Regions from separate parts of the Mus musculus genome. Here regions 2, 3, 4 and 5 are each linked to region 1. The links are chromatin contacts, called in public Hi-C and HiChIP or PLAC-seq maps. All regions are on one chromosome and are shown on one strand. The core of a region is the stretch at or near the end of the contact, and the rest is flanking DNA. Distances in the headings are between cores, read along the strand shown. Region 1 has its middle 13 kb from the start of Gm32767. Region 2 overlaps Nvl (nuclear VCP-like). Region 3 overlaps Gm33669 (a long non-coding RNA gene). Region 4 has its middle 18 kb from the start of Gm33669. Region 5 has its middle 14 kb from the start of Gm39718.

Evidence for each region. Hi-C and Micro-C count contacts between places; a contact is called where the count stands out from the background. HiChIP or PLAC-seq counts read pairs in DNA pulled down with a chosen protein or histone mark.
Region 2: a FOXA1 HiChIP or PLAC-seq map of pancreatic cancer cells shows a contact between it and region 1. The contact joins two enhancer-like sites. A contact is called at or near these places in 1 of 15 datasets of contacts at CTCF or cohesin (embryonic stem cells), 2 of 484 Hi-C or Micro-C datasets (the G1E-ER4 cell line and nephron progenitors), 4 of 115 datasets of contacts at active chromatin or transcription factors (bone marrow-derived macrophages, large pre-B cells, neural tube and 1 more) and 1 of 9 other capture datasets (adipose tissue).
Region 3: a Hi-C map of cerebellum shows a contact between it and region 1, with 2.7 times the contacts expected there. The contact joins two enhancer-like sites. A contact is called at or near these places in 6 of 484 Hi-C or Micro-C datasets (the N1E-115 cell line, cerebellum and embryonic stem cells) and 1 of 115 datasets of contacts at active chromatin or transcription factors (pancreatic cancer cells).
Region 4: a FOXA1 HiChIP or PLAC-seq map of pancreatic cancer cells shows a contact between it and region 1. The contact joins two enhancer-like sites. A contact is called at or near these places in 2 of 484 Hi-C or Micro-C datasets (the N1E-115 cell line and embryonic stem cells) and 1 of 115 datasets of contacts at active chromatin or transcription factors (pancreatic cancer cells).
Region 5: a contact with region 1 is called in a FOXA1 HiChIP or PLAC-seq map of pancreatic cancer cells. The contact joins two enhancer-like sites. A contact is called at or near these places in 4 of 39 promoter capture datasets (the 3T3-L1 cell line, embryonic stem cells, hippocampal neurons and 1 more), 9 of 15 datasets of contacts at CTCF or cohesin (CD8 T cells, the G1E-ER4 cell line, the NIH/3T3 cell line and 5 more), 207 of 484 Hi-C or Micro-C datasets (3T3-L1-derived adipocytes, the AML12 cell line, the AtT-20 cell line and 118 more), 19 of 115 datasets of contacts at active chromatin or transcription factors (the NIH/3T3 cell line, PVALB interneurons, Th17 cells and 13 more) and 4 of 9 other capture datasets (adipose tissue, embryonic tail, liver and 1 more).

Annotation. Positions count from the first base shown.
Region 1 is chr1:181,551,399-181,554,668 of GRCm38.p6, forward strand. No RefSeq gene overlaps it. Among named protein-coding and RNA genes, the nearest start is that of Gm32767, 13 kb to the left of the region's middle. Within about 2 kb of position 1,548, at least 113 of the 459 cell types and tissues checked have an H3K27ac peak or open chromatin away from gene starts, as enhancers often do. A contact at or near this core is called in the G1E-ER4 cell line, cerebellum, hippocampal neurons and 3 more, where this site is marked.
Region 2 is chr1:181,130,426-181,133,695 of GRCm38.p6, forward strand. It overlaps Nvl (nuclear VCP-like), which reads right to left. Exons shown (of 23, transcript NM_026171.2): 7 at 313-445; 8 at 1-45. Among named protein-coding and RNA genes, the nearest start is that of Nvl, 12 kb to the right of the region's middle. Within about 2 kb of position 1,651, at least 33 of the 459 cell types and tissues checked have an H3K27ac peak or open chromatin away from gene starts, as enhancers often do. A contact at or near this core is called in pancreatic cancer cells, where this site is marked.
Region 3 is chr1:181,879,901-181,883,170 of GRCm38.p6, forward strand. Gm33669 (a long non-coding RNA gene) reads left to right here. Exons shown (of 4, transcript XR_865801.2): 2 at 736-1,080; 3 at 1,326-1,394. Among named protein-coding and RNA genes, the nearest start is that of Gm33669, 3.1 kb to the left of the region's middle. Within about 2 kb of position 1,796, at least 119 of the 459 cell types and tissues checked have an H3K27ac peak or open chromatin away from gene starts, as enhancers often do. A contact at or near this core is called in cerebellum, where this site is marked.
Region 4 is chr1:181,859,229-181,862,498 of GRCm38.p6, forward strand. No RefSeq gene overlaps it. Among named protein-coding and RNA genes, the nearest start is that of Gm33669, 18 kb to the right of the region's middle. Within about 2 kb of position 1,668, at least 164 of the 459 cell types and tissues checked have an H3K27ac peak or open chromatin away from gene starts, as enhancers often do. A contact at or near this core is called in pancreatic cancer cells, where this site is marked.
Region 5 is chr1:181,271,425-181,274,694 of GRCm38.p6, forward strand. No RefSeq gene overlaps it. Among named protein-coding and RNA genes, the nearest start is that of Gm39718, 14 kb to the right of the region's middle. Within about 2 kb of position 1,642, at least 44 of the 459 cell types and tissues checked have an H3K27ac peak or open chromatin away from gene starts, as enhancers often do. A contact at or near this core is called in the G1E-ER4 cell line, hippocampal neurons, neural stem cells and 2 more, where this site is marked.

The sequences.
Region 1 (3,270 bases), core at 298-2,797:
CAAGGAAATCTCAGCAGGGGATGTAGAGAAAAGAATCCACATTGAATCTTAGCTCCCTCTATCCCCTCTCAGCTCCTCACCTCTGCATGGCCACCCTGTCCAGCAACCCTGCATGCTTTTGCCATTGGGAAGTGGAGCTCTTTAGACAGCAGGGAGTAAACCCATGTGGTTCTTCTTAGAAGACAAACCCAAAGGAGTTGTGGATTTGATGAACAGGTTGCAAGGAAGGGAGATTCTGTGTGGATAACTGTAGAGGCCTCTCACTTTCTCCCTGCAAGGCTGGTGAGAAAGCTGGGTCTATCCACGGCCAGAGGATGGGTGGATCCAGTTTCTGGCTGCAAAGTTTCACAGCAAAGCCAAGGCTGTGGTTGCTGCTATGATGGAGCGACTTGGAGCCACAAGGGGTCAAAAGCACTTTTGAATCTGAGATGAAGTGTTTCCTGCCCCCCTTCTTTCCTCCCTTCTTCCCTTCTTTCCTCCCTCCCTTGTTCCCTCTCTTCCTTTCTTCCTTCCTTCCTTCCTTCCTTCCTTCCTTCCTTCCTTCCTTCCTTCCTTCCTTCCTTCCCTCCTCTCTTCCTTCTTTGCTTCCTTCTTTGCTTGCATGTTTTTATTTCCCTTTTGCCATTTCAGCCAGCAAGTTGCACTCTTTCTTATGCTAGCACAGAGAAAATGAGCTAGTAAAGTCCTTGCTGGCTGATGTCCCACTTGCTGTGCAGGGTAATAAGGACCTTCACTAGGGAGGCATCTTTGGGGAGTGGAGGACAAGGGATTGTCCTGTGGCCTCTGCAGCTTGACTTTATTTCCTGACTTGCTGTTGCCCCTCTCTAAAGTAGGTATTACTTCCTCCATCCTTAGTGCCTGGGAGTCAGGCTTAGGATATCCTGCAGTCACTGCTATTGGAGGTGAACCAGAGGGAGCCTAGCTTGCTTTTCCTCCTGGTTTTTGACAAGTTCTTTTATGGGATCAGTTCTTGTACTGCCATGGGAGAAAGGAGTTAAGTAATCAGGGAGGCCTTCTAGGTGACACCTAAAGCCAGAAACCTTAGTAACTTTATCTGTACATTAGAAACCTCCAACCCCCTGTCCCAGCCCTGTGCAGCTTAGAGGACATGGGAATTCAAGTCCCAGCAGGATACTGCTAGAACCAAGGGACTGAAACAGAAAGAGCAGGACAGCAGGAGCCTAAGAGCTGTGTAAGGAGGGGGAGGGAGAGTCACAGCCTACTTAGCTGCCAGGACAGCAAGGCAGAGACAGCCAGAGAACTGGACTGACAAATGAGGGCACTCCAGACTTTGGCAGATGGCAGCAAAACCACACCAGCTGCTTTTTTTCCCAGGGCTGCCCGGTCCATTTGCCAGCCATGTCATGTTTACTCTTAGGACATAAAGAGAGGTTCACTGGAAGAGGGTGACTTCAAGGCTTCTCACTGGTACTTGGAGAGCTCTGTCCAGTTGAGCAGCCTCGGCACATGTGCCACTACTGTGTTGCCCCTGGCAGAGCCGTCCCCTGACAGGCATCAGCATCCCCACTTATGCAAGTCAACCCTGGCTATGATGTAACTTTTTATGCCCTGTGACTCAGGGTGGAGGGACTCCTTGGTCCCTCAGACAGCTCAGTGATTCCTTAATCATTTCCTCCTTTTAAGTCCTTAGTCACTGCGGGAGATCTGGCTGATTTCTAAGTTTATCACTCCTTGCTCCCCGGAGAGCATTTAGTAATATGCTGCAGGGGACAGGAGCTCTCAAAGCCCGTGAAGAAAATGGGCTTTCAGACACCCCCACCCCCACCCAGAAGAAGAGCAGAGGGTGTGGTTTGAGGATGCCTGGCACCTGGGCCTCTGTGTCCCTGAACAGATGGCAGCTTACACTGCTGGCTGGAGAACTGGGAAAGTTCAGAGCTGCCTTCAGAAGGTCGACACCCACTCACCACCCTGATGAACACCCACGGATGTGACGGTCATATCTAAGAAGAGGAGGGTGCGGCTACAGACAGGGGTTTCTGTGACTCAACACAATCATCTCTCTTGGCTAAATCTCTAATATCTGCTCCCCGTTGAGGAACTTTGGGGTCCCAAAGAGGCATCCATTTACTTCTGCATTGGGGGTGGAGGACTTTACATGTTGGCTGAATTGTGTCTTTTAAATGACATCGCAAGCCAGGCATGGTAGCGTGTGCCTGTTATGGTTCCTAGCACTCAGAAAGCCAAGGCAAGAGGATAGACAGCTATGGGTCAGGATGGGCAACACAGGGAGACGATCTCAAAACAAAACAAAAATGCCTCGAGAAATTGATTTAATTCCTCCCTCTCTGTTTCCCTCCTTCTCTCTTTTTCCGTCCTCTCCCGTCCTCCTCTCCCCATTTGCAGGTTACTGAAATGTTACAGTAACCAATACGATCAACTTGATTTCTCCTCTCAACAGTACAGTTTCAGGTTTCGAGTTGAGAAGTTAGTTGAGTGTGGATGCGGCCCATTCCCTTTATAGCTATTGATCATAGTTCATTGCGGTTCCTTGTATGAGTATAGTATTTTTTGTTTTATGGACTTCACTTGCTGAACATTTAGATTTGTTTCTAGAGTTTTCCGCCAATACCATATAGTAATCCCTCTCCCTGCGTGGGCTCCCTGCGTGGGCTCCCTGCGTGGGCTCCCTGCGTGGGCTCCCTGTGTGGGGCTCCCTGCGTGGGCTCCCTGTGTGGGGCTCCCTGCGTGGGCTCCCTGTGTGGGGCTCCCTGCGTGGGCTCCCTGCAATGTTTGCAGTAAGAGGTTTATTGCTGAAATACAAGTTGAATAACGCTGTGCATGGCCACCTGACGCTCTGTGGCCAGTGAATTGCTTGTCGCACTTGAGCAAAAGGTTCCTGTGTGTTATATAAATATTTAATCCTAATCAAGGGTTTCTACCCCACCTTTGACCATTTAGTTCCCAGATAAAAGATATACACAACCTTTCTTTTTTCACACAACTTTCATATTTATAACAAGCCTTAATCAGCACAAGAGCTTGGCAGGTTTCTATCTTCTTTGCTATTATATCTATTTCCCAGCCAATAATCCCATACACAATTTGCTATGTTTCCTCTGGGCTGCTCTTAACTCCAATTAGCCAACCCAACCCACATGGCCATTATTTTAAGATTCTTATCCCATGACAGCTTTCTTCTCCATTCAACAACTTCTCTCTCTCTTTTGTGGTTCTGACCCCAAGTCGGGGACCCTAAGCCCCACCCATGTCTCTTCTGCCCAGCCATTGGCTCGCACCATCTTTATTCAC
Region 2 (3,270 bases), core at 401-2,900, 420 kb before region 1:
CAAACTTCACATTGGAAATCTGCAACTCTGTACTCCTTGCTTTGGCTGTTAAAAAACAAAAAAGGTAAAGAGATTAGTGATTCCATACAAAAATACAACTAAAGAACCGTTAGATAAAAAAATGTTTTTCAACTAGGTTTTCCCACATACAAACAGTTCTCAAACAAAACAATTCAAAATACCCACACCACTGCCACCGACAGCTCACCCACACCACAGCCATCGACAGCTCACCCACACCACTGCCACCGACAGCTCACCCACACCACAGCCATCAACAGCTCACCCACACCACTGCTACTGACAGCTTACCTTTCTTTTGCAGAAGAGCTTCTATTTCTCCATCTACTTCTTGAAGATTCTCTGTTTTTCTTTTGTTTCCTTTGCCCTTTGCCCTACCTTTCCTTTTCTTATCACTTTCCAAAAGAGAAGAGTCTTTTAAAATCTGGGGAGAAAATACAAAAATTCTGTATTTCAGATTACAATGCTAACAGATGTTTCTTCAAGGACAGCTATATCCATTTGTGCTATAGCACTGCTAACTACTCGCAATCTCTTTGCTCAAGGATTCTGCCTTCTTTCAGAAACCTGAAAGCTTAAATTTTTTATTTGATAATTTTTTTCTCACCTGTGCCAGTTAATCTCTTCTAAAAGACTTGAGGCATATAAACATCAGGTTCTTACCAATTATAATAATGTTCTTGATAGTTGAATACTTGTAGCTTAAAGTAAAGATACTGGGGAACAGCCCACTAATAGTGTAAATGGAAAACCTGCAACCTCAACACTTTGGAGTAAAAACAGAAGAATCTGTTTAAGGCATTTTTAGCCTCATAACAATTTCAAAGTTAGACTAGGCTACAAAAAAAAACCCTATTTCAAGGGCTGAAGAGATGGCTCAGCGGTTAAGAGCACTGACTGCTCTTCCAGAGGTCCTGAGTTCAAATCCCAGCAACCACATGGTGGCTCACAACTGTCTGTAATGAAATCTGATGCCCTCTTCTGGTGTGTCTGAAGATAGCTATAGTGTACTTACATATAATAATAATAATAATAATAATAATAATAATAATAATAATAATAGCCTATTTCAAGATCCAAAATCAAAACAAAATAGGTCTCAGTTTGTAAAGTATCATAAAATCATGAGGTCTGAGTTCAGACCCCTCCCCACCCACACATAAAAAGCTGTGTGCAATGAGGTCGGTCTGTAATGCCAGTGCTGGCAAGGCAAAGACAAGAGGGTGCTATAGCTATATGCCTATAGACAAGAGGGTGCTATAGCTATATGCCTATAGACAAGAGGATGCTATAGCTATATGCCTATAGACAAGAGGATGCTATAGCCTATAGACAAGAGGATGCTATAGCTATATGCCTATAGACAAGAGGATGCTATAGCTATATGCCTATAGACAAGAGGATGCTATAGCTATATGCCTATAGCTTGCTGGTGAGCCAGGATAGCACAACTAGAAAGCCTCACATTTAGTGAGATATTTTGAGATCACAGACATCCCCTTTTCCGTGTGTGCTTTAAGTTTATTCTGTTGTTTTTGTTGTTATTACAGGGTTTCTCTGGGTAGCCCTGGCTGTCCTGGAATTCACTCTGAAACCAGGGTAGCCTTGAAACTCAGGCATGAGTCACCAGTGACCGGCTGACTGTTCTTTCTCAAAGAAAAGGTAGAGAGCAATTGAGAGACATCTGACATTGCTCTCTGGTATGTGACTCACACATGCATTTGCAAATAAACACGCTCATGTGCACGTAGGCACACATGAAAGAATCCGCCAGACCAAGGCTTGGTGCTGAGAAACGAGTTACAGCAGCACTGTTCAGGAGAAGCACATCACAAGTCACACATGTTGTATATATCACTGTGTACACCTCACAGCACACTAACAACACACACTTAAATGTAGACAATAAAGAGGCATTTCATAGGTGCAAACTACTGAACCCAGAGCCTTACATATTCTAAGCACTAAATGAACCACTGAGCCACACTCATCTACCAACAAATCTATTTTAATTAACACACCCCGAACACTCTCCTTTCAACACAGTTAATACAAGAAGTTACTAATGAGCAGAGTCCCAGCAGTCAGGAGGCAGAAGCAGGACTGCCTCAAATTTAAGGCAGCTCAGTCTATAGGACAAGTTCCAAGGCAACCAGCAACATGTCTAAGCTCAGCTGCTAATGAGGTGGTTTGTTTTGTTTTTTTGTTTTGTTTTGTTTTTTGAGACAAGATTGTAGCTGACAATTTTGGATTGTTTTCTTTGAAAAACACAGAAATATTATGGGAATATGCTTTAGGGTTTTTTTTTGTTTTTTGTTTTTTTGTTTTTGTTTTTTCGCACCACCACACCCAGCTCATGCTTTTGTTTTAATGCTAAGTGTGGGATACTGGTTTCAGTTTGTCCACAACATCTGACTACGATTTGCCTTATGCTCTAACAGGCGTGATTTTGCCAGCATCAGTTTTTGAGATAGTGTTGACGTTTGAAATTCTGGGTACTTTTCAGAGATCATATAAAATGCTAGGGTCCCCAAGAGGTGTGGTGGGTTGTTGGTTGTTTGCTATTGGTGTGGTCTGTTAAGTAGTCCTATGCAAGAAGAAAGAAGAAACTAGATATTCTGATAGCAAAGATCAGACTTGCCCTATGGAACCAGTTGCCCCTAGTCAGCAGAAAACAGTCTAATGATAACACCCCCTTTCCTTTCTACCCCTTTTTCTTTCCTATCTAGTTTAAGGGGTTGAAAGGGTGGAAGAAAGAAGAACCCACAAAGTAGCCAAAGTTAGCAAAAAGAGACAGCTACACAGGGTTTCTCTGTGCAGCACTGTCTTGAAACTCGCCCTATAGTCTAGGCTGACCTCGAACTCAGACAGATCTGGCTGCCTCTGCTTCCCAAGTGTGGGATTAAAGGTGTTTGCTACCAGTACCCAGCACTAATGATATTTTATACTGTGCTTTTAATTAACTCTTCACATGCCAAATATACTGAAAATTTGTAGCACATCCTAATTTGGACACAAAATTTTCAAGGGTAATTTATGACTTAGATTTTACAAAATTTATACTTGGAAAAGTTGATCCCTACATCTAATTGTTTCAAATATATTTGAGAGGCAGGCGGATTTCTGAGTCTACAGAGTGAGTTCCAGGACAGCCAGGGCTATACAGAGGAACCCTGTCTCAAAAAAAAAAAAAAAATTCTAGGGGGAAGAGGGGGTACAAAGACAGACTAGTTAGCTAGCTTAATTGGC
Region 3 (3,270 bases), core at 546-3,045, 330 kb after region 1:
AGCAAATGTTACATCAGAACTAAAGACTCAGTGCATCTCCAGCATTTTGGGCATCGATCAACTGTGGTGCAGAGTGTGGCTTCCCTGCAGACTTGGTTCTGAACACACATGTGTGCTGTGCACCGTGTATGACCTGGTGTCTGAGCGGTAGATGCTGCCTGACCCCTGAGCTCAGATCTGAGATAGGTGCAATACAAACCACAGTGTTTTCACAGCACACACACGGGCTTCTGTTCTTACCCAAACATGGAGGCTTAATCATGGGAAACAAACACTTTTGATATTTTCCCACTGACACCCCTCAGCATGTATCCCACAAATGTATCTCTGGGTTGTATTATGTAAGCATATTTGATTTTCAGATTTGCTGTTTGAGCTGCTGTCTTGAATTTCATTTTAAAAAAAAATCATTAAGTGAATTGTGGCTCTGAGACTAAGACAGAATTCCCCACAATTTCTGAAATGGCTCTAGACATATTTCTGCTATTTTGAATTTACATTGCCTCTGAAAAATACTGGAGATATTCCATGTTCTACAGTGTGAAATATATAGCCAATGTCATATTCCTTATGTAAATATAACAAACCTCTATACAAACTTGCTTTCATCCTTAATAAATGCTATAATTATATGTATGTCTAAGAATCGCTTTTAAAATTTCTTTGTGAGTTATTACTTGTAAATGTAATTGTTTGCTTTTTTTTTTTTTTTTTTTTTTGTCTCTATATTGCTAGGGTCTCATACAGGGGTGGCGAACAGAAAAAGTTTAAGCCCTGCCCTAAAGACTAGCCCCCCCTCCCAAATACTCCCATCCCCCTCTCTGGAGCAGATGGCCTGGTAAGTTCTGGCAGGCACCTGGGGTTACTCTGTGCTCTCCCTGTACCCACAGCCAGTGCAGGTCTCAGTGTCTCAGCACCCTGTACCCACAGCCAGTGCAGGTCGCAGTGTCTCAGCACCCAGACCAGGCAATGAGTATTCCAAAGCCCGGAATGGATGCGATCTACGTCCCTCATCCGGGCCCCCACTGCCTGGAGGACTGTGTGAAAGAACTTCCCAGCCACCAGACTACTGTGGACCATGTACCTCAGCCAAGTAAACGGAGACAAAGGGATAGTTGGTGGGAGATGGGATGAAGCCTGAAACCCGGGACCATCTATAGGTGTAGCTCTGTTACAGCGCCACCATGTGGTGAGCTTCAGAGTAAGGATGGTGTGAGAGGGGTCGGGGTGGGGTGCGGGTGGGGCCTGAAAGCCTGGCCTCTAGGCTGAGGGACCTACCTCTGGGAAGCCCTTTTCAGATCTTCCTTAACCCAGGTTTCATGCAGCGGCCCCAGAGGGACTTGAACCCCTGCCCAGCTGGCGGACCTCACTCCAACACTCTCTTAGGACGCAAGGTTGGCGGGAAATTTCTGTCTCATAACTCGTACTCTGGCAGGAAAGTCCTAAATCCTCAGAGTAAGAGACTAGAGGCCTAGATGGGGTCCTGTTCTCTGGGTGAAGGCGCCTAGCGTTCAGTGCAGCAATGGATGGGGAGAGAGAAAAGTGGGTCAGCTTCTTGGTGGGGGAGGGTGAGCCCAGAGGATGCGCCAACTAGGGTCATCCCAAGTGTCGTTTCAGCAAGGAAATTCGGGAAGAACCGCTATGCCGCAGAGGCCAGTCTGCACAGGGTTGGCATGAGGCCCTGGCTACTGGCTTTGACTTGAGAAAGAAAGCACAGACCAACATACACCTGGCACTGCACCCAGTCAGCCAGCCCTGGGTAAGCTGGGTATTTGGCAGCACTCCTCCTGGGAGCCCAAGTGAGAGGGAAGTGAGCCGCAATTTAGCGAGGTTGAGTGGGACCGGAAACAAGATGTGGCAAGCTCTGGCAGGTCCCAGGGTGGGCCTAGAGCGCCACCTGGTTTTGGACTACCGATCATCAGGCAAACACCGTTTTCCTGACCCATGCACCATCTTTGACACTGGTCAGTTATCTGGCTGGAGGCCAGAGCTTTAGTGAGAGTGGTAGCCTCTTCCCCAAGCCCAGAGGGTAAGGCATGTCTTTGCCTTTCTCAGCCAAGTTGGGGGGCGGGGAGCAGGAAGGATGAAAAGATGAAGGAATCCTTTGTGCTTTGACAGTGTCCAGGCAGGAAAGAACAGCCTTTCTAAGGATGTAAAAGCCATCCATGGGGTTGCCCATGGCCCAGCAGGGAGAGGCTTTCTCTGCTGGGCAGTTTAAGGACAGCCTGCTTCCCGAGGCAGCAATGCAGTGCACACTGCCCTCTGGGCAGTGACCTGGGCTTTGTATAGGCACACAGATCCCCAGGGATGGAGAACAGTGAGGGACTCTTGAGCATAGCCTGAGGTCAATGTGGCAGAGACGGGACCTCTGAGCTCAGGAGTTCCTAGGTAAACTCTGGGTGGGAGGGATCCCTGAGATGGAACAGTGATGCACAGTCCTCCTCAGGGAGGTGCAAGCTGGTGTTAGGCTTAACTTGATGTGGGAAACAATGGCTGGCTGTGTGTTCCCAGTTCAGCGTTAGACAGCTGTTCCTCCTGCAAGAGACCCTCTTGACTGACAGGAAAGGGCAGTAAGTCCATGGGCTATAGCTCCACGGTAGAATGCTCATTTAGCACCTGTCAGACCCATGGCAGAAGAGCCCCAAGACAGGAGGTGTCACTCCATGCCAAGCCCCACCCAGCTCTGACAAGAAGATCCTAAACCCAGCGTGGTGGTGGCACACACCTTTAATCCCAGCACTGGGGAGGCAGAGGCAGGTGGATCTCTGTGAGTTCTGGGCCAATCTAGTCTAAGTTGCAGGACAGCCAGAGCTACATAGTGAGAGTCTATCTCAAAACAACCACCAAAAACGTAGGAAAAGGAGGAGGAGAGGGAGAGGAGGGAGAGGTGGTCCTGAGCATGTCAAAATCTACACGACATCGGTTTTTTATTTTCTCATTTCAACTTCACCACAGCCTTGAGGAAGCAGGTTGGCCTAGATCTCTACCATTGTCCTCTGTCAATGTGGGGAAGCCTGGTCCCAGGCCCTGGGGAAATCACTGTTTCTAAGGTGGCTCCTGCTTAGGCTGCCCAAGACAGTCTTGCCACTTCACTGCTGCCTGCACAGAATCCCCAGACATGAGACAAACACCTCAGCACGCAGGGCCTCAAATTTGGTGTCTGCTCACCCAGAGCTGTAGAGCCGCAGCCGCTCCCATCAGTCACCAGCCTAGGAGAGGGCCCAGAATCTGCACTTTAACACAGTTACACTCAAGGAAGCCCATCCACAC
Region 4 (3,270 bases), core at 418-2,917, 310 kb after region 1:
ACCCACATAATGGCTCACAGCCATCTGCAATTCCAGCTCAGGGGATTTGATGTCTTCCTCTGACCTCTGCAGGCACCAGGCATGCAAGTGCTACACATACACACATGTGGGTAAAACACTCCCTCATATACAGTAAATCAAGTCCCCTCTGACCACACTCCACTCTATTTTCTTAAGAAATGTCTCTCACTGGACCTGTGTAGCCCACAGAGTCAGCAAGACTGGCTGACCAGGACGCTCCTGCCTCTGCCTCCCCAGCACTGAGATCACAATGCTGCATCATTCTGCTTGTCAAATCTATTTATAATAGATAATAATAATAACAACAACAACAACTGACTTTCCAAAGAACCCTTAAGTTTCCACTTCAGATGACAAATTGACATTGTCATGCATAAATATAGATTGCATCACATTTGTCTGTCTGTTTCTTGTGTGTGTATGTGTGTGTGTATCAGAGTGTATGTGTGTGCATGTGTCAGTGTATATGTGTATGTATATATGTGTATGTGCATGTGTGTGTCAGTGTGTGTGTGTGTGTGTGTGATCACACCCAAGGATCACACAGGGATCACACCCGAGGCTTATGCTCCAACACTAGGGCTGATGAACCCATTTCAAAGGTCTAACACAGAGGCTCTCAACCTGTGGGTTGTGACTCCCTGGTGGGAGGGCTCGAATGATCCTTGTACAAGGGTTACCTAAGAACCCTGGAAAACACAGATTTACGTACTTTTTGCCTGGGACCCCTGCTCCGCCCTGCACAAGCTCTTCATCCATCAACCCAGCCCACACATTGAACACCCCTTTCCTCCTGCTAGAAGAAAACTCCAGGGTAACAGGTCATTACTCCTCATCGCAGTGTTCAGACAACCCACCCAAGAGTGCCCACCCAAGGGCTCAGTTTTTGATCATATATAGGCATAATCCCAGCCCCTAACTGACAGGCCATCACTCCTTACCTAAGTTCTATAAAACCCCCTTGCTTTATACGGGATGCGTGACTCCATTGCCCTTCTGTGAAGTCAGTGAATCCTCCTGAGAGCTGCCTCCTAATAAACCTGCCTTTATCTACTTTTAATCTGGTCTAATCTAGCCTATACTGCATCACTGAGGAAGAGAGAAAGGAATTCAATTACGATTCATAGCAGTAGCAAAGTTACAGTTATGAAGTAGCAACAAAAATGGTTTTGTGGGGCTGACAAGATGGCTCAGCAGTTAACACTGACTGCTCTTCTGAAAGTCCTGAGTTCAATTACCAGCAACCACATGGTGGCTCACAACCATCTGTAAAGGAATCTGATTCCCTTTTCTGGTGTGCGTACACACACACACACACACACACACACACACACACACACACACACTTGTATGGTTGGGGGTCACTACGACATGAGGAAGAGTATTATAGGGTCACAGCATTACAAAGGTTGAGAAGCACGGCTCTAGAAGGTGTGAACCCAGCTAGCCTGCCTCTCCTTACAGCCATTCCTTGTAACGCTGGGTTGTTTGGCAGAAAGCAGGGCTGGGGTGTGGCCTTAGTATTGTTTGGACCTGAGTTTGACCTCACATCCTGAAGCAAGTGGCAGTTGCTGCCCAGCACGGGAGCAGGAAGTGGGTGGGGCTTGCTCCACATGGTGGTTCTTGAGAGAAGAAACAGAAGTCATAACCTCTGCGGTTTGGTTTGTGTTGCAATACGAGCATCAGGAAGCTGCTCTTACAGAGCCTGATGTGTAAAGTTAAGGGCAGATAGAGCCCTGACTGGTGGAGGGGAGGCCCTCCATCCTCCATAGGAACTGTCCAGGCCCTGATAGCTGGAAAAACCATTAAATTTCAGGAAATTTCCCCCAAACATAACTCGGTCCTTAAAACGGAACAGTCAGCCGGGCGTGGTGGTGCACGCCTTTAATCCCAGCACTCGGGAGGCAGAGGCAGGTGGATTTCTGAGTTTGAGGCCAGCCTGGTCTACAGAGTGAGTTCCAGGACAGCCAGGGCTATACAGAGAAACCCTGTCTCGAAAAAAAAACAAAAACAAAACAAACCAAAACAAAACAGGAACAGTCAGAGAATATTTGCAACAATGTAATTTGATCAGCCAGGCCTGATCCCAGCACTTGAGAGGCTGCCTCAAGAGGATTGCTGTGAGTTTGGGACCAACCTGCCTACAACTTGAAATCCTGTCTCAAAAACAAACCACAACAAAAAAGAAAAACCAAAACTACAAAGAACAACAAAACAAATGACACTTGGTTACCCCCCCCCCCCAGGGTCTCACATAGTCTAGGCCAACCTTGAATGACCTTGGATTTCCAATCCTCCTGCCTCCACCTCAGAGGGTTGAGATTACAGGTGTGACTGATCATACTTGGTTTATTCTCTGCTGATGATCTGAGCCCAGGTTCTGTGATTGCAAGATACAGACTCTACCAACACAGCTATGTCCCCAACTCTAGTTAGGGTGCCTTATTCTTAAAGATAAGCAGCTTTAAGATGGGTGTGGTAGCACATGCCAGTACTTGGGAGGCGGAGGCAGGAGGCCAGCCTGGTCTACAGAGAGAGAGTGCAGGGCATCCAGGGATACACAGAAAAACCCTGTCTCAAAAAAAAACAGAAGAAAAAACAAACAAACAAAAACAAAGCAGCCCCTCCCCCCAGGGGTTTACCTTGACTGAAAAACAGCACCCATCAGTAGTGTTACCCAATTTGGGGTTCACAGCTTGTGTACCAACAAAACAGGTTCAGCTAGCCTCTCTCCATAAGACAACTAAAAGAGCCAGACTCACAGTAAAATGTAGAAAAAAAGAGATGTGACCACGTTGAGAAGGACAAAGATGGACTCCCTCTCCCATGTCCATCTTGGGGTCCTGCTTAAAAAGAAGGCAAGGTTCTGCCTAAGTCATCAGTAAGGCATAGTCCTGCCCACCACCAGCTCTGCGTAAACTTCAATACTGTCATGAAAGGTGACCACTTGGGTTGGTCGCTTTCCCCTCTCCCAGCATGACATTCCCAAGGAGGAGAGCTTCCTATCTTTGAGGTCCATGGTTTCCAGAGTTTCTGTAGGACATCTTCATCACTGTTGTGTCAGTTACACTGTGGGGATGGAAGGGGAGAGACACAGACATGATGGGTGTTCTATCTGCCCCTTCTCTGGGTCTCAGGGCAGTTGGCAAGTAGGGAGCCCTGACTCTTGTCCACATTCTAACCCCTTTGTCTGCATCTATGGACCGATTGGTTTTGAAAATCCACCCAGCAATCTGGGAGAGATGGGAG
Region 5 (3,270 bases), core at 392-2,891, 280 kb before region 1:
TCATGTTTGTCAACTGCTCAAAAGTCCCCAGACAGAAGGGTTGCTCATGCAGAGTGAGGCCTGGGCCGGTGAAGCTCTGTGACAGCTGAGTGGCCGCACTGGTGTCACCATGTCACATGAAGACACTCATCATCTCTGCTTCTTCTCTGGAAATATCAGTTAGGAAAAAAATTAAATATAGAGCCACACAGAAAATAAGATAACGAACAGCCTGTTATCTTTAACCCAAAATGAATAAATATCAACACTTTCACAATTAACATTTTACTAGAATGAGAGAGAGAGAGAGAGAGCATGCCCGTGAGAGAGCAAGCTGTGAATAAAATCAAGGACAGGTGGCTGTTGAGCAAAGACTCTAATCTACCTTTGGTCCTTAAAATAGTCTTACTAACAACATTCTACCAATGTATTTTGGACTTCAAAAACTTCTTTTATGATTAAATTTCAATTCTGTGGTGTGTGTGTGTGTGTGTGTGTGTGTGTGTGTGTGTGTGTGTGAGCAGCCGACCCTGGTTCTCTGGAAGGAAGAACAGCAAGCACCCTAATGGCTGAGCCATTTCTCCAGACCCACTGACCCTTGTTTGTTTTGAAAGACAGGAGTTAAACATTTGCACATTCTCACCGTACCCCACCCACCAGCCTGTCACCCAGGGTGACCACTGTCACCCAGGGCGCGTGTCCTCTATGTCTACCTTCCATGTGTGTAATCGGACAATGCTAGTGGACAGCGTGGGGTTGGGACCAGTCAGGGCTGAAGACTGGGCCTTTTGCTTTAATTGTGCTCTCTGGTCTCTGTGAACCTCAGTCCCTCCATCTTTACTCCTCTTCTACTGGGGTAGGTTTTTGACCTACAGCATTGCTGTTTCTCTGGGGAATGGAGGCAAATTGCTGGGCTCAGTAAATGGTAGCAAGTACCACTGGCCATTTCACCCTTTCTCCCTCCCCTCCCCTCTCCTCCTTTTTCCCCTCCCCCCTCCTCTCCCCTCTCTCCTCTCCCTCCCCTCCTCCTTTCCCTTCTCCCTCTTTCCCACTTTCCCTCTCCCTTTCTCCTTTCTCCCCCCTCCTTTCTCCCTCCCTCCCCTCCTCCTTCCCCTTCTCCCTCTCCCTCTTTCCCTCTCCCTTTCTCCTTTCTCCCCCCTCCTTTCTCCCTCCCTCCCCTCTCCCTCTCTAGAAAGTTCCTGGAGAACAAGGACCCTGTCTAAAGCCCATATCCCTTTGAGCCACTCCTGGGGTCCCCAGGTCACTGCTAGGCTGACTGGCTGATCCTTACAGAATGTCTGGAAGCTTTTCTGTGTTTGTTCAGGCTCCTTTGGGGTTAGCGCAGAAACCAATTCTGCTTTGGGGACACCCAAGAACTCTGAGTCTAGAGAGGAGTGACTGCCCTAAGAGATTTGGAGTTTTTTTCCCAGGTCCTGCTTCTTCTCAGGCTTCAGGTGAGCAGTGTAGTGGCGTGGGAGAAATACTGAGAGCCACGCGGTTTGTTGGCACTTCTAGGCTCCACTCGGTTTCCTTTGCTTTCTTGGATTCTAGCCATTGAGGGTTCAGGTGCCTTTCTGCAAGATCCAACCCTAACCTAGAGCTCGCCCGCGGTGAGCCTCCAGGGCACCGATGTCCGTCTCCGACAAGGGACAGAAGGGGGCGACAAACCCGCACAGTTGGCCGGCGGACCATGCCGGGCAGTGCCTGAGCCCAGAGCCATTCTCCCCCTTTTCCCTGGTAACTGGACACTTCTTGTAGATTCCCACAGCACACAGTAGAGTGCACTCTTTGTGAAAACACCCCCGCCCCCCGCCCCCCCCCCCGCCCCAGGCCTCGCCTTCACAGAGTAGCAGAGGCTGTCACCCTACACAGCAGAACCATCTTAGATTCCTGTTAGTTCTTAAAGCAAGGCCAGAGCTTAGGACCCCAGGGGTGATGCTCTAGGGCAGAGGTGTGCTTGTCCAAGTCCTGCAGTTGTTTCAAAGGCTTTGCAATGATTTCATTTGTGCACAAGCTGGGAATAGCTGCAGAGTTTTGACCCCAAGCATTTAAGGTCTTTTAGCCCAGGCTGTCCTTAGCACATTTCTGAAACTCCATCTCCCCAGTTGCGGACACACAAATCTAGCTATCTTACGTTTACTTAGTATTTTAACACCCATTTTTGTAAAAACTACATAAAGACACCAACTATCCAAATGCAACGTTAATATTTTTGAAAATTATATATTAAAGAATTAACATCAGGCAGATGAGATGGCTCAGCCTTTAAGAGCCGGTACTGCTCTTGCACGAGGGGCAGCTCCCAGCTGTCTGCAACTTCAGCTTCCGGCTCATCTGAGTCCTTGGTTTGTCACAGGCACCTGCACTCATGTGCACATGCCTGCCCCACTTTGCACATAATTTAAACACATCTTAATTAACATCAACATAGAAGTGCTCCCGGAGCTTCCCCCCCCCCCCCCCCCCCCCCCGCCGGCCACTTTTGTTTCTGCGTCTGCACAGGCCAGAGGACTGGTCTGTCTCTAGTTCTTCCATATCTCAGTGAGTCACAGAGCTGGAATTTGACTGGGGTCTTTATGGCTCCAAAGGGCTAAAAGTCCAGTTAAACTAGCAGATCTCTGACAGGGTTGGGAGGCAGCCACCCATTTATGGTGCTGGCAGCAGCTGTGTGTTTGGACAGATGCTGATGGTCCATCGCTATAGGGTGCCTTTGATCTCTCCGGATATTTATGTTTCTTATGATTTTTTTTTGTGATAAGGAATTTAAAATCTCTTCTAACTACTTTGAATTATACAATAGAATACTGCTATGAACATTGTCCTGTGTAATGAAGTATCCGAACCCTTTCCTCCTGTCTGGCTGAGACTACGTATCCTATCCACTAGCCACTCTTTTTAATGCCTCCCCCCAGTGCCTGGGTCCTTTCCCAGCCTCTGGACCACCATTCTAGTTTCTACTTCTGTGGGCTCAGCATTTTCAGCAGAGTGAAAGACGCAGTGTTTGTCTTTCTGTACTTGGCTTAGTTCCCTGAATATTATGTGCCCCAGGTCCATCTGTGTTGACCACATGACAGCCCGATTACATTTTAGAGCTGAATAGATATCCCATCCTGTGTGTGAATGTAAATGTGTGCATGTATGGGAAAGAGAGGAAGATGCCACACAGCTTCTATGAGAAATGCTCATTCTGATCATTTCCTATATGTATGTTCGTCAGTCAGTCAGCCCATCTGTCTATGTATGTATGTATGTATGTATGTATGTATGTATGTATGTATGTATCTATCTATC